2 separate regions of the Mus musculus genome follow, and region 1 is linked to region 2. Evidence: chromatin contacts called from public promoter capture Hi-C data. All regions are on one chromosome and are shown on one strand. Each heading gives the region's core, a stretch centred on a gene start, on an enhancer-like site or on the middle of the called end of the contact. The rest is flanking DNA. Distances are from core to core; before and after follow the strand shown.

Region 1 (6,078 bases), core at 868-3,367, 440 kb after region 2:
GATATTAATTACTTTGAGTGGAGCTATAGGACAATGCTGGATAATAATAGTGATTTTGTAACCCTTCCTACATTCCAGGAACAATGCTAAGCCCCATATGTTTTAACTGCATTAAAGCAACAGTCTGAGTGTGTCAGACCAGTCTGGTCAGTCCTCTCTGCATCTGTCCCAAACCATAAGCTTAGAGTCAGTTGCATATTCTGTGTGCCAGTCCAATCTGGCCAGTTTGCACTACCTCAGTCCACTTATACCACATCCAACTGCCAGCCCTTGTATGGGGGCATTCATCCTGTGCCCAGATCGAATTTGAAAAGTATAACTCTCACTCTTGATCAAAGAAGCCTCTTTTTGTAGCAGACAAGGACCATTCCAGGAAACCACAGCTACTAAGAACAACTTACTATGGGGTTCCCAGCCCCAATAGATACATTTATAGTCCAAGTCCAGAGCGTATGGGTAAGGCACAGGTATCATCAAGAAGAAAGGACAGAAAGATTGTGAAGACCAATATACCTGCTGTGAGATTGTGTCTTCATATGTACCAGGAAAGCTGCACTTAGGAAAGTACAACAGTCTAGCTGCCTTAATAAGACCAAACAGTGGCAATACCAGTTGACATGCCATTGTGAATAGGGGAAATTTCACAGAGCACCACACTAGATGAACAGTTCCAAGTAGTCATTGTTACTGAGAAAAAGAGGGTCAGTGTTTGGTTATCCAGTCTCAAGTGGTCAACCCAAAGACATATGCAGATATATACATATGAACAACAGCATATATATGAACTAAATAAACTCAGTCCCAGGGGATCCAAGCACTGTAATGCATGTATTGTATTCAGATACATACAGGAAAAACCCTCATGTACATAAAAAAACAAATATTTTGAAAACTACACAGATATAATAGGACTACTGGTGGCCTAAGCTTAGGAATAATATGTTTTATGGTAAAAAGACAGGCCCAGTGGAGTTTTACTATCAAGGTGTTCCTAGATATGCATGGTGTTAACAGAGAGGGCATCTGAGTGATGGGTGATCTGGTGGTTCCTTCCCCAAATGCACAATAAAACCCATGAGCGAGATGAAATGGCTAAGAATGGTAAAGGTCTGAAGGTCCTCGAGGGATGTAAGGATATAGCCAGAAGCCTTTTAACTTTAAGGTGTATAGTAACCTTTCTCTATTTACTGTTAATGAAACATGACATCTTCTCTAGTCCTTACTCAACTATAAAAGGTATTTTAAACTTGAAACTCTTATTTAGCACCCCCCAAACATATCTACTTAACACCAAGAAAGTGTCCCACAGTTTATGTTGAGCAGATCCATGAATACTAAGACAGGACCAAAACTTGGGGGTCAGTATGCTCTGGTCAAAGAGGACCATTTTGTCTTGCATCAAGGAGACTTTCCCAGGCATGTGTGAAATTGATTGTAAATCACTCGTGTTGTTTTCTGGCTATTGGACATGCTCATTTAGCATATTTAATGTGTTTCTGACATTTACAAAGTGTCTAGCAAGCTTCGGACAATCATTATTTGAAGCATTTTATTGAAAGTACCCCTGAGTAGTTCCTAAACACTGCATTCTGTTTCAATCGATGCTGAATATCCCTGAAGAGGGAATTGTAAATGTTGAATACTGTAGCTGTCAATCACGAGCTCACATATTCCTTGTTTGAATGATGATATATTTTCATCTGAAACAGTACACATATCTAGGTGTTTGGTTTTTTTTCCTCCCGCTGCTATGGCAATGCTTTATTTCACTAAGACTGGGAGAGAAATGGATTAATCTCCAGAGACAAGAGCATTTGCTGACCTTGAACACTAGCAGACTCAAGGCTTTTGAGTTCTTTGAAGAATGATGGGGTTTGAGTGGGTCAGATGTAGTGTCCCAAACACTCTGTCTTGACAAAGGAGCCATCGCAGAGTCCTTTGCCCTTCTGCAATTTGTGCTGGGGATTGACAGGCCCTACATTAGGATGGGAGAGTGTGTGCAATCTGAAAATGCAGCACATTTCAAAAATGACAGAAAGGGTGCACATTAGAAAGGCAACTCCTCTTGGTGCCACACAGTCACTCTCTTCCTGTGATCAAAATGCAAACTGTAGCACTGTTCTTGGCAACTCCGGCGCATCCCATATCCACAGAAGAAGGATGAGCCTGAACCAGCAGGTGAGTGGGGTGTGGAGTGGCAACAGACATGGTAGGTGCAGAATGCAAATATGAATCTTGTGGTCATTAATTCCGTTTGATCGAGTATCTGTGAAGAATGTCAACTCTATCTAATGAGGAAATGTGCAGCAAAGCCATTTGGCAATGGGCAGCAGACTTTTTGTAAGCATCTGGCATGGGAATAATTTGACAAACAGCAATATGCCAGATTTGTGCTAGATAATTTTAAAGAAACTATTTGTAAGGCTTTATACTCATTATTCCCGGGATGTTGATCACCAACATCATGATTCAAATGACAGTTACCTACAAGGGGATTGTTATGGCTGAAGCATTACCATTCCCCACAGACCTCCATACACTTACCCTATATTGACAGAAACACCAGTGGCTCTCATGACCTCTTGCCTTGGTACCTTGGAACTTCAATCTTGGGAATTGCTTGGTAAAGTGGAAGGAATGAAATGAGAAATGAATTCTTCACACATTGCTTGGAAGGAGAACCACTGACAGGCATTCTCAACCAATAGGACTCCACTGTAAATGCAGAGCACAGGCGCAGCTGTGGTGGTAAAGGAACAGTCAGTAACTTCAAAACATGTGCCACTTGTCAGCTAGTTAGCTGGCTAGTCAGTTGAAACGTTTAACAAGAATAGGGGGGCAGCTCTGTAAGGATGTCCCACTCTCTCTGTAAGAAATAGAACCAATATGTGTCGTCTCTGTCTTTAAACACTGCCTATTCTAGCCATATATGCACTTGTCTGGACTGTCACCTGGTTCTAAGCACCTTGATCCCTCTATTCACCCACTCCTCAGTTGTTCCCATTGGTCTTAATGTCTTTCTTGCTATCTTTGATCTCAAGATCAGCTATTTCAAACATCCTTATTGCTAAGCCTTGATCTCCAAAGCCATCAGCTATGTCTATTCACTGTTTTCCATTGTTGAAGCCCCGCTATGGGTTAATAGAGACATTGAAGTCCTTTTCTGAGCTTTCTGAGTCTTTTCTTGAGCAGTTTAGACCCTATGAAAACTGCTTCATCCACCCTTCCCTGTGCTCAGTGGCAGTGTTTTGTTATTGTTGACGCCAGTTCATAGCAACTGCTTTTTGAGACTGCTGCTTTGCTTCTTACTTCCCCATGACTGGGATCCCTGTGGACAGCTTCAGCAGAGTTTGCAAGGGATTGCTAAGAACATATCCAGGGAGCTGAGAAAGGAGGATTGGGAAGTCAAGAAGTCAAGGCTAGCCTAGGCTACCTGGTGAGATTCCCGTGTGAAAATGAGAGGGGATGAGGGGGAGGGGACAGACAGGCAGAGTCAGAAGGAGAGAGGGAGAGGGAGAGGGAGAGGGAGAGGGAGAGGGAGAGAGAGAGAGAGAGAGAGAGAGAGAGAGAGAGAGAGAGAGAGAGAGAGAGAGACTGACTCAAGAATTATAGTATAATCAATTTAAACTTATTCCTAAGTAGCTAACAAATGAATGAAACTTACAGTCATTTTATTTGACTTTGACAATCATCGGGGTAACCCTTAATCTACTCTTGTAACTGCTGACCTGGCTACCTTTCCAGCAGTGACCCCCAACTGTTTGCTGTATCTCTGGCCATGTGCTCATGTTCTAGCTCTCCCTACTGTGGCTTCCTCTCCTCTCCTCTCTTCTCCTCTCTTCTCCTCTCTTCTCCTCTCCTCTCCTCTCCTCTCCTCTCCTCTCCTCTCCTCTCCTCTCCTCTCCTCTCCTCTCCTCTCCCCTGCTCTCCTCTCCCCTGCTCTCCTCTCCCCTGCTCTCCTCTCCCCTGCTCTCCTCTCCCCTGCTCTCCTCTCCCCTGCTCTCCTCTCCCCTGCTCTCCTCTCCTCTCCTCTTCTCCTCTAGTTTTTCCTCATTCCTCCCTGATCTCTCTTCTCTCCTCTCACTTCTCCACCCCTAACCAGATAACTCAAACCCACCTACTTCTAATCCCTCCAGTAATTGGCTGTAGCCAATTTTATTTAACTAGTAGTTTTAAATCAAGGAACATGGTTTGCACAACAAAAGCTTGTAAAGGGGAAAATTCACTCCTAGGCCTAGACCTTCAGGTACAGAATTTAGCATTACAGTACATAGCAACAGACCGAATCTCAACAAAGAGTGTTTACCTATAAAGCTGTATCCTTTGTGCTGATTCCTGATTCAGAAGGCTGAGATGAAAGCTGGGAATCTATAACTGTTTGTTTTTTTTTATATTCATTTATTTTTAATTGACAAATGTTACCCATATTTATCATCTACAGCATGCTATTTAGAAATATGTATGTGTGGTAGAATGGTTAAATGTAGCTAATTAACCTCACAAATTTAATGATTTGGAGGAGGTGCAAAAGCAACTGATTAATGATTTTTAAGAATGCAATACATTCTTATTAACACTTGCCATATTGTAACATAGATCTCTTGAACTAATTCTTTGGCTCTCATGGAAACTGTGCATACTTTGATTATATTGCCACTCAGCCTACAGTAACCATCACTGTGCTTCCATATCTACATATTTATGGGGATTTTAGAATCCACGTGGCAGTGAGACACAAAATCCTACAAAGTTTTTCTCATTAACATTTTAGGCAGTTCTGATGGCATTGTTCTAAAGAGTTTACTCTGTTGCTTGTGGATTAGGAGAGGAAGATAAAAAACATTTAACCACATGGGCTTGTTGTACTACCAGGGATATGTTGTGAATGAGAACATGAACGATTGATAAGCCAAAACTAGCTTGTTTTTCCAAGGTCTACTTTCTGGTCCAGTGTCGTGTAATCTCTAAAAGGGTTTGGGAAAGTTAAATCATCTCTCTAAAGCAATTAGCTCAGGACTAGAGGGATGTAGCTCAGTGGTATTACACTTACCCAGCAAACACATAATCCTCTGTTCAACCCCAGGATCAAAATTAAAAACCATAATTTTGTAGTAAACCCAGATTTTTTAATTATAGCAATCTCATTGCTTATTATATGTCTTTTAAAATTATTGACCTCATCTTGGTTTAATTTTGATTTGTCAACTCTACCTACAATTTCATTTGTTTCTTTTAGGTTTACAAATTAAGTGACATATGTTTTTAGTGTGTCTTTGAGATTTCATTTCTGAATTTTATTGGTACCTGCAGCAATGTTTCCGTTTCAGCTATAATTACATTTCTCTCTCTCTCTCTCTCTCTCTCTCTCTCTCTCTCTCTCTCTCTCTCTCTCTCTCTCTCTCTCTCTCTCTGTCTCTCTCCTGGCTAATTTGGCTGAGGATTTGTCTATCTTATCATTTCCTTGAAGAACCAATTATGTTGTGCTTTTTCTAGATTTTGGACGCAGGATTGTGACACTCAGAGGATCTGTAGACTGCAAAAGTAGGTTTGTAGACCTTTTAAAATAAATAAATAAATAAATAAATAAATAAATAAATGGATAAATAAATAGATAAATAGATAAATGTCTTAGGGTTTCACTGCTATGAACAGACACGATGACCAAGGCAAGTCTTATAAAAAACATTTAATTAGGGCTGGCTTACAGATTCAGAGGTTCAGTACATTATCATCAAGGTGGGAGCATGGCAGTATCAGGCAGGCATGGTGCGGGCAGAGTTGAGAGTTCTATGTCTTCATCCAAAGGCTGCTAGTGGAAGACTGACTTCCAGACAACTTGAGTGAGGGTCTTAAGCCCACACCCACAGTGACACACCTAATCCAACCAGGTCACACCTATTCCATCAAGGCCATACCTCCAAATGGTGTCACTCTCTGGTCCAAGAATATACAAACCATGACAATAAATAAATATCAAGGCAACTATCTTGGATGCTTTCCACAACCCCGGTCCCCAAACCCACCATCTGAAGGCCACTTTGAAAAGTTTCAGCGACAGTCTTATATAAGTGGAATAGA
Region 2 (7,065 bases), core at 1,529-4,028:
TAATAAGCTCGTAGTCCGTTTTAGTCCCCCTTCTTTCAAACACTGCTAACATGACAGTGGGCAATTACCATCCGCCACATGAGGGATCAACTTATACATCACTCCTTACTGGGATGCCTCTGGATCCATAGTCCCAATGCTCCATGCTTTGAGGCTATCAGTGCATTGACAAACAACAAACAACAGATTCCTATCACAGTGGATTCTGTGAAGACAGGAGCTTGAATGGCAAACTGCTGTCTCCTCAGGGATAGCTTGAGATGGAACAAAACAATTTAATTAGGAAATGAGTAATACAGGTTTAAGTCTTTATCAATCAGGATTGTCAATTTTATGCTATAATAAAGTTACAAGTCTCAGTTGCTTTGGCAACTACTTCCTATTCACTGTGTGTATCCATCTGGGTTGGGAGGGAAAGACAAAGGGCCTCTTGTCATATGGTCCCTCGGTGATCTGATCTAGGCTGAGAGTCTAGAGAACTAGTCCCTGCTCCAGAGGCAAAGAGAGATCTGCATGGTATTTCTCCAAACATTAAAACACCAATCCCATTGTGATACAACTGCACTCAATGACCAAAGCTTTAAACCACAACCAACCAAAAAGGTAACTGCTCTCTATCCTACCATGGTCAAGAGATGTAAAGTCACAACTCCCCAAAAGGTAGGGGAGTAGCTTTCATTAAGTTGAATCTCTGTGTTTCTTAAAGTTGGGGAGATGGCTTAGTGTGTAAAAGCAATTTGAGTTCAAATTCTCATCACCTGTGTCAAAGCCATTTATGCCTATAGTCCCAGTGCTGTGCAGGGCAGAGACAGGAGGATCCCTGGGTTTTGCTGGCTACCAACCTAGCTGCAGAGTCTCTGAGAATCTCTCTCTCAAAGGAATAAAGATGGCAAAGAGTGACAGAGCAAAACAGTTTACATCCTCTGGCCTCTGCATATACCTATACCACAATACCTATACCACAGACATGCACGGTCTGTACATACATGTACAGACATATATAGACATGCACAGTCTGTATTTGCTGATGCTTATGTTATGAAGGAGATGATCACTGGCTGCAGTGTAATAGATTGTAAAGTATCTGCTGGGAAAAAAATAGATGGAGTGATGTTGACATTCTTTACTGGAATACTGAAGAGATGGGCTCTTGTACAGAGCGTTTGAATCAGGAGCCTGTTACCTCAAAAGAGTTTTGTTTGCTTTCTCAACTTCCTTCCATGTTCCTCATTTGTGGGAAAGAGATAATGACCGTGCCTGTCCTCTTGAGTTAGTAAAATACTTTAGATTATGTCTTACAAGAGAGAGTTCAGCACTGTGCCAGCACCTGAGGAAGGTGTGATGGACTCTGCCTCCTGTTCCTGTGGCTGTTTCTGTTGTTGTCTTGATTCAGAAGCAAGAGAACAAATGTCCTATAGACACCCATTAATTAAGGCAGCAATATAATGAACCACAGAAGTAAGCATACAAATCCAAACTGAAACATTGTCATTCTTAATTAACTTGATTGTTATTTTGAAATCTGGTTTGTGGAGGGGGTAGGAAAGGAGGGAGGGATGGAGGGAGGGGGAGGGAGGAGAAGAGGGAGGGAAGAATGGAAGGAGAAAGGGGTGTTATCATTGAAAGAACAGCAGGAAAGATTGATAAAACAGAGACGGTCTCCCTCTTTCACTTTGTAGAGCATAGGAAAGAAGGTTTGTTCTGCAAGATGCACCCAGCATCCAGCCTTCTTTATAATGCCCACAAAAGGCAAAAGAATTCTCAGAAACTTTGAAGTTTTTAAGGCAAGGAATTTGTGAGAACCATCTCGGGTCTGAAAATAATGTAGAGGCCGTAAGGCAGTGAGTGACCTTTGACATTGGGGATCACACCAGTCTTGCTTTCTGCTTTATCCCAAGCATCTGTCACATAGTAGGTGTGATGTAAGCGACTTGGGAAGCAATTGAATGAGCATTTTCAGAGAATTATCACCGGAGCAGCCTATAAAGGAAAAGTAGGTCATCTCCCATGCGTCTCTGAAGTTTAAGTACAATCATAGTATATTTCCAGGGAAGCCGGGGTTCACACCATAGTACTAGAGATGCAACTGAACTTCTGAGTGTTTCCCTTTTCCATCTCAGCATGCTATTTAAAGAGAGCCAAAAAATACTTTTTACAAAGAACCTTGAGCATATTTCTTCATCATCACTCAGTCTCTGGTGCCAGCAATGATATATTTCTACTTATTAAACCTGTTAAATAACTCCAAAGATTTTTATTTTGCTTAGGAACACAAACACCAGTTATATTCCAGATAAATTGCATTTCGAGAAATAGCTGACAAAACAACTAACCGAAAAAAAAATCAGAATAAGCCCAGCTATATTCAGCTAGCTTGCTGGCAACAAGATTCAGGGTTAGACTGGGTGCATGTTTCACTTTCCCATTTACTGTTTGAAGCCTAAAAGCCATTAACACTATCAATATGTTGCATGATGCCTTCTTGTCTTTCATTTTTCTTTCCCTTCTCAGTTCCCTGGCATGAGAATGGTATAAGAGAACAAAACAAACCAAAACATAAACAAACAAACAAAAAAACCCAAACCTCCACCAAAGACTATTAGGCAATATCATGTTAAAGCGCTGCTTGAGTCATGGGAGAGTTAAGGGCAGTCATTAGAATCTACCTTATCTATAATCGAGGGTAATGTCACTTTAAGACATGTGAGACTTTAGAGAGGAGGGGTGTATTGAAACAGACTCCCGCTACTTACGGAGGTATAGCAGCCCTGCTCCTACATTTCGCTGCCTAACTCTGTCCTGAATGTACTGGAGTAGGGATGGTCTGTCCGTGGCTATAAACTGCTTCTCATCAGGAAACTACATTAGCTCACCATCACTTCAAAGGTCTCGTCAGACAGAGGTGACGCCAGGGGATGATTTAAAGGTGAACATGACAAGGTTTCCACCCCTCAAACCTTGCTTCCTTTTCTGACAATACAGTGAACGAGCCCAACGTCTTCACAACTGTGGAAACGGGACTGGAAGAGAAAAGCTTGCCTTTTTTTCTTTTCTTTTCTTTTCTTTTTTTTTTTTCAATTCTTAATAAAGAATTGCTGGGAAGCATTCTCTTTGAAAAATCTCAGAACTGTGGCACAGATGGATTTTAAAAAGTGTTAGCTCTTTCCAATGAGCACTAGGAGGGTTCCCTGCTCTTGGCTGGATTTTTCAGGTAAGAAAGCCTCTGTAAGATTTAAGATTCAGGAAACTGATTTGCAACATATTCAGAGAAGTATGCAAGACTCGATGCATTATTTGGGGGGAAAACACTGCCACAGAGCAGAGCTCTGTCTGGGAGCAGCCAAGAGAAGAGATTTGCAGGAGCTTGGGAAGTAATGCTGAGAATTACAGAAAGTTAACTGGGGGGGAATGAAAGAAAGAAAGAAAGAAAGAAAGAAAGAAAGAAAGAAAGAAAGAAAGAAAGAAAGAAAGAAGGAAGGAAGGAAAGAAGGAAAGGAAGGAAGGAAGGAAGGAAGGAAGGAAGGAAGGAAGGAAGGAAGGAAGAGGGAAGCCCTGTAATTGTCAAGTCACAGCATGTTGTGTGTGCTCAGCTGTGTGTGGGTTAAATGAGCAGGAGAAGGAGTCTCTAAAGAATCGTTAAGTTTGATGATGGTTAGATTTTTTTTCCCCTGAGTTAAATTTCCAGTGCATTTCAACAGAGATGGTTGACTAGCAAATGCTTACCGGGTCACCTCTGTTTTGTCTCTCTGTAATTTGCAGGCTATTCAGAAAGGTTCTAAAATGCATTCATTTGGGGATTCACAGGAGGGGAGTTGCTATTTACCTCTGCTGATGAGAGTGCATCTATGCTATCCTGCTAGCTCTGAAAACAAGGAGATAAAGCATGCCCATATACAAAAGTAAACAGTGGGCCACCAAACTAGAAACTAATTAGAAAGTGACTGGTCCATCTGACTCACTGCCTGGGGCATGGATGGCTCCAAGCTGCTGAAAAGAATGTGTTCCCACTTTGCACTTAATTACAGTTGTCACGTTTGTGTATTGTCATCCTCAAAGCCCTTCCCAAACACTCTGTCTCTCTGAAACCTGCAAATTATCCAGAATTATGCACATGCATATATATGTGTGCATAATGTTTATTTTTGCTGACTATCACTGGCTTTGAAAGAGTATCAATTTCCACAGATAAGGAAGTCATCCTAGGAGGTCACAAGCAGGTTTTCAGTGCATAGTGGAAATTCTTGAAGGGTGTCATTTGACAGAGGAAAGGTGCTCAACCTTGATTGCACAGCCCCTCTCTGAGACCTCAGAGAGGAAAGGCTGTCACTAACTGAATTCTTATATAGGGGGTGCTTCCTATGACTGGCTGACTAAGGACGATCCTTCAAGTTTGATTAATTTGGCAATATGAAATGCAGCATAAGGTGTTGTTTGGGAAATTGGACAATATGTAGCGCCGTTGAGCTTCTGTAGCTCCTGAGATGCTCATAGGTGCAGATAAGACTGTCAAAGTTTCAGTGCCTGAGAAAAGGTATATGCTCGCCCATATAAATACACACACCACCTGTATATACATATTCATCAGTGCTCCGGCAAATGCCACAATGGGATCTTAGGAGGCAAAGCAATACTGTAAATTATGGCTTGCTTGTAGGGTACATACACAGACCTTGCCTCTGAAACTCGTTCTGGCTGAAGACATGGTGCCTTCTGAAATTCAAGTCTAGTCAGAAAGAGCCATCCTATCGGGAGATTACAACATGCCTCTGAGAAATGATTACTTAGTTTAGAAGGCAGCATTGCGATTAAAAATTCATGACTGTAGAATTAAAAAAAAAAAAAAAAAAGAGCCCACTCTTTTCTTCCAGGCTTATGTCAGACTTGCAATGAAGTTAGAATGAGCAAGTCTACAGCTACTGAATGCCTGGGAAAACTAGTTCATAGATCTTTGTGTAAAACTGAGTATCTCCATGGGCATGTAATGTTTAAGTCTGCCTAGTTAACAGTGACAAACTTTATTTTTGCATTTTGGGCAATCATTGACCTCTGACAGAACTTAAGGGACATATTTATGAGCTTCTGGGAAAGGTCTTCAATTCTACTCCCCATCATGACCTCTACAGGAACGTTCCTTCTAGCCAGCCAAGTAGCAAAAGAACAGGACGACATCTGAGCTGTCCCTTCCCTCCTCCGTGGGCCATACCGCTCCGGGGGCTTGACGCCAGGGGTAACCTGTTCTCATCTGATGTTCTCTTTAGAGAATGGCAATGGTCTCTGCAATGTCCTGGGCCCTGTACTTGTGGATAAGTGCTTGTGCGATGCTGCTCTGCCATGGGTCACTCCAACACACCTTCCAGCAGCATCACCTGCACCGGCCAGGTAAGTGGGGGAGCAGCCTCCCCGGGAGGCTCCTCTAGCCTCACCAAGGTCTTTTCAACAGATGGCAGGATGCAAGTGACAGAAACTGCATCGTGTGGGCAGTTTGCCTTTGAATTCTAAGACATGTTGTGGGCTGGATGCTCTGGGGGAAGGGGAGTGTACCAAAAAAAAAAAAAAAAAAAAAAAAAAAAAAACCCAAAAACCCGCCTCAGAGATATTTCTGTTTATTTCTCCGAAAAGGTGGGTTTCTCTAGAGGAGCAACCCGCCATCCCCCACCCTCTTCCACACACCTTGCTCAAGAGATTGAATTGGTTTTGGACACTAGCAAACTATTCTACAAAAGGTGGGGGTAACTTTCAAAACTAGGGGATTGGGAGGAGACATGTATTCCCTGGGGCGAGTTTATACCTAGTGCAGATACAGTCATTTCAGACTATGTGGCTAAAGAGTCCACAGATGGCGTTAATGACCAGACTAACTTTAGGAGTTGTCAATGAAAAAGAAAAGGAAACAGTGACTTACTATGTCGTGTCTGGTTTAATTTGCATCCTGTCTTCACTCCCTTCCTTTCTTTACTTTTGGTTTCTCCAGTATGTTCGGTGCCCCCACCCTTTTTTCCTCCCTCTGTTGGCAGTTTCAGGAACAAGTTCGCTCTGGCATGATTTTTGAAAATTTCCTTTATTGATTTAATTTTTCCTTTTAGTTCCTGGTGCAGTTTGCTTTCCTTGGCTTCTAACTCTTCCCTTCCCTCACTCTCCGATCTGGATTTGTCTTTCTTTGCCTCTTCAGCTTTTTCATTGCAAAGTCGCTCCAGGGTTTCGATTGTTTTTAAGCTTCCTGGTTGGTTCTCAGAAAGGTTTCTTTCTGTTTTCTGCGTAGCTGTGTTTAGCCTTTGTGTCCTGTCCTTTCGCCGCACCCCCTACCTCAAAGTCCTTGGTGGTACCCTCTGATGGTGAAGTCCAACGTTCCGGGGGACCAGTTGCACGCACAAGTTCCCGCTCTTCGGTTCGTGGGTGCTGCCGCCCCTCCCTCCAGGCCCCTCTCCACATCCTTCCCTGGCCTCCTGCCATCCACAGGGCTTCTCCGTGTGGCAGGTCCGCGGTCTGCATGCTGTCTTTTGTGGCTCCGCAACCTTGACTGTGATTCCCCTGCTCTTGTTTTGGCCTTCTCCAGCCCCTCTCCCGGTGTCTTTTGCTGCCTCCCGGGGCTCAGCTTCCAGTCTGGGGCAGACTGGATAGAAATGGGAGGGTGCATGCCAGCGCCCGCCTGCTGAGTCTGCAGCCCTTAGGTGCAGAGGAGGGCTGGGGGCGGAGGCCAGCTGTCCCCTGTCCCAGCCGCCTTCTTTTTTGTAAGTCGGGTCAGCGAGGGAGAGAGGGGGCGCTGGTGCCCCTGCGGGTGGGCATGGAAACCACTCTGCTGCCGCGCGCGGGTGCTGCTCGCCTGTGTTTTCTGTGTCCTGTGTGCAGCCCCTGGCATGGGAAGCGCCAGATTCCTGCCAGATGCTTCAGTGCCAACATGGAGGGAACACAATCTTTGATTTGGGGATCCCTGAGCTACCTCCAATCACTTAATCGCCAATCTGTTCTGGCAGGAAAAGTCTTCGGCTTGTTGCATAGTCATACAAATAACCTGGGAAATGCGCCTTCTCTGTAATACTTAACAATGAGATAAAAGAACCATTAATC

What was found. Promoter capture Hi-C pulls out the DNA fragments that hold promoters and counts their contacts.
Region 1: a promoter capture Hi-C map of hippocampal neurons shows a contact between it and region 2, with 4 times the contacts expected there. The contact joins the enhancer-like site here to the promoter of Tafa1 in region 2. A contact is called at or near these places in 10 of 39 promoter capture datasets (the 3T3-L1 cell line, cranial neural crest, embryonic stem cells and 4 more) and 2 of 9 other capture datasets (adipose tissue and liver).

Annotation. Positions count from the first base shown.
Region 1 is chr6:96,548,419-96,554,496 of GRCm38.p6, forward strand. All of the region lies in intron 3 of Tafa1 (TAFA chemokine like family member 1), which reads left to right. Among named protein-coding and RNA genes, the nearest start is that of Gm26011, 9.4 kb to the right of the region's middle. Within about 2 kb of position 2,118, at least 4 of the 459 cell types and tissues checked have an H3K27ac peak or open chromatin away from gene starts, as enhancers often do. A contact at or near this core is called in hippocampal neurons, where this site is marked.
Region 2 is chr6:96,110,376-96,117,440 of GRCm38.p6, forward strand. Tafa1 (TAFA chemokine like family member 1) reads left to right here and starts at 2,779. Exons shown (of 5, transcript NM_182808.3): 1 at 2,779-3,211; 2 at 5,259-5,379. The coding sequence starts at 5,262. It also overlaps 2900060L22Rik.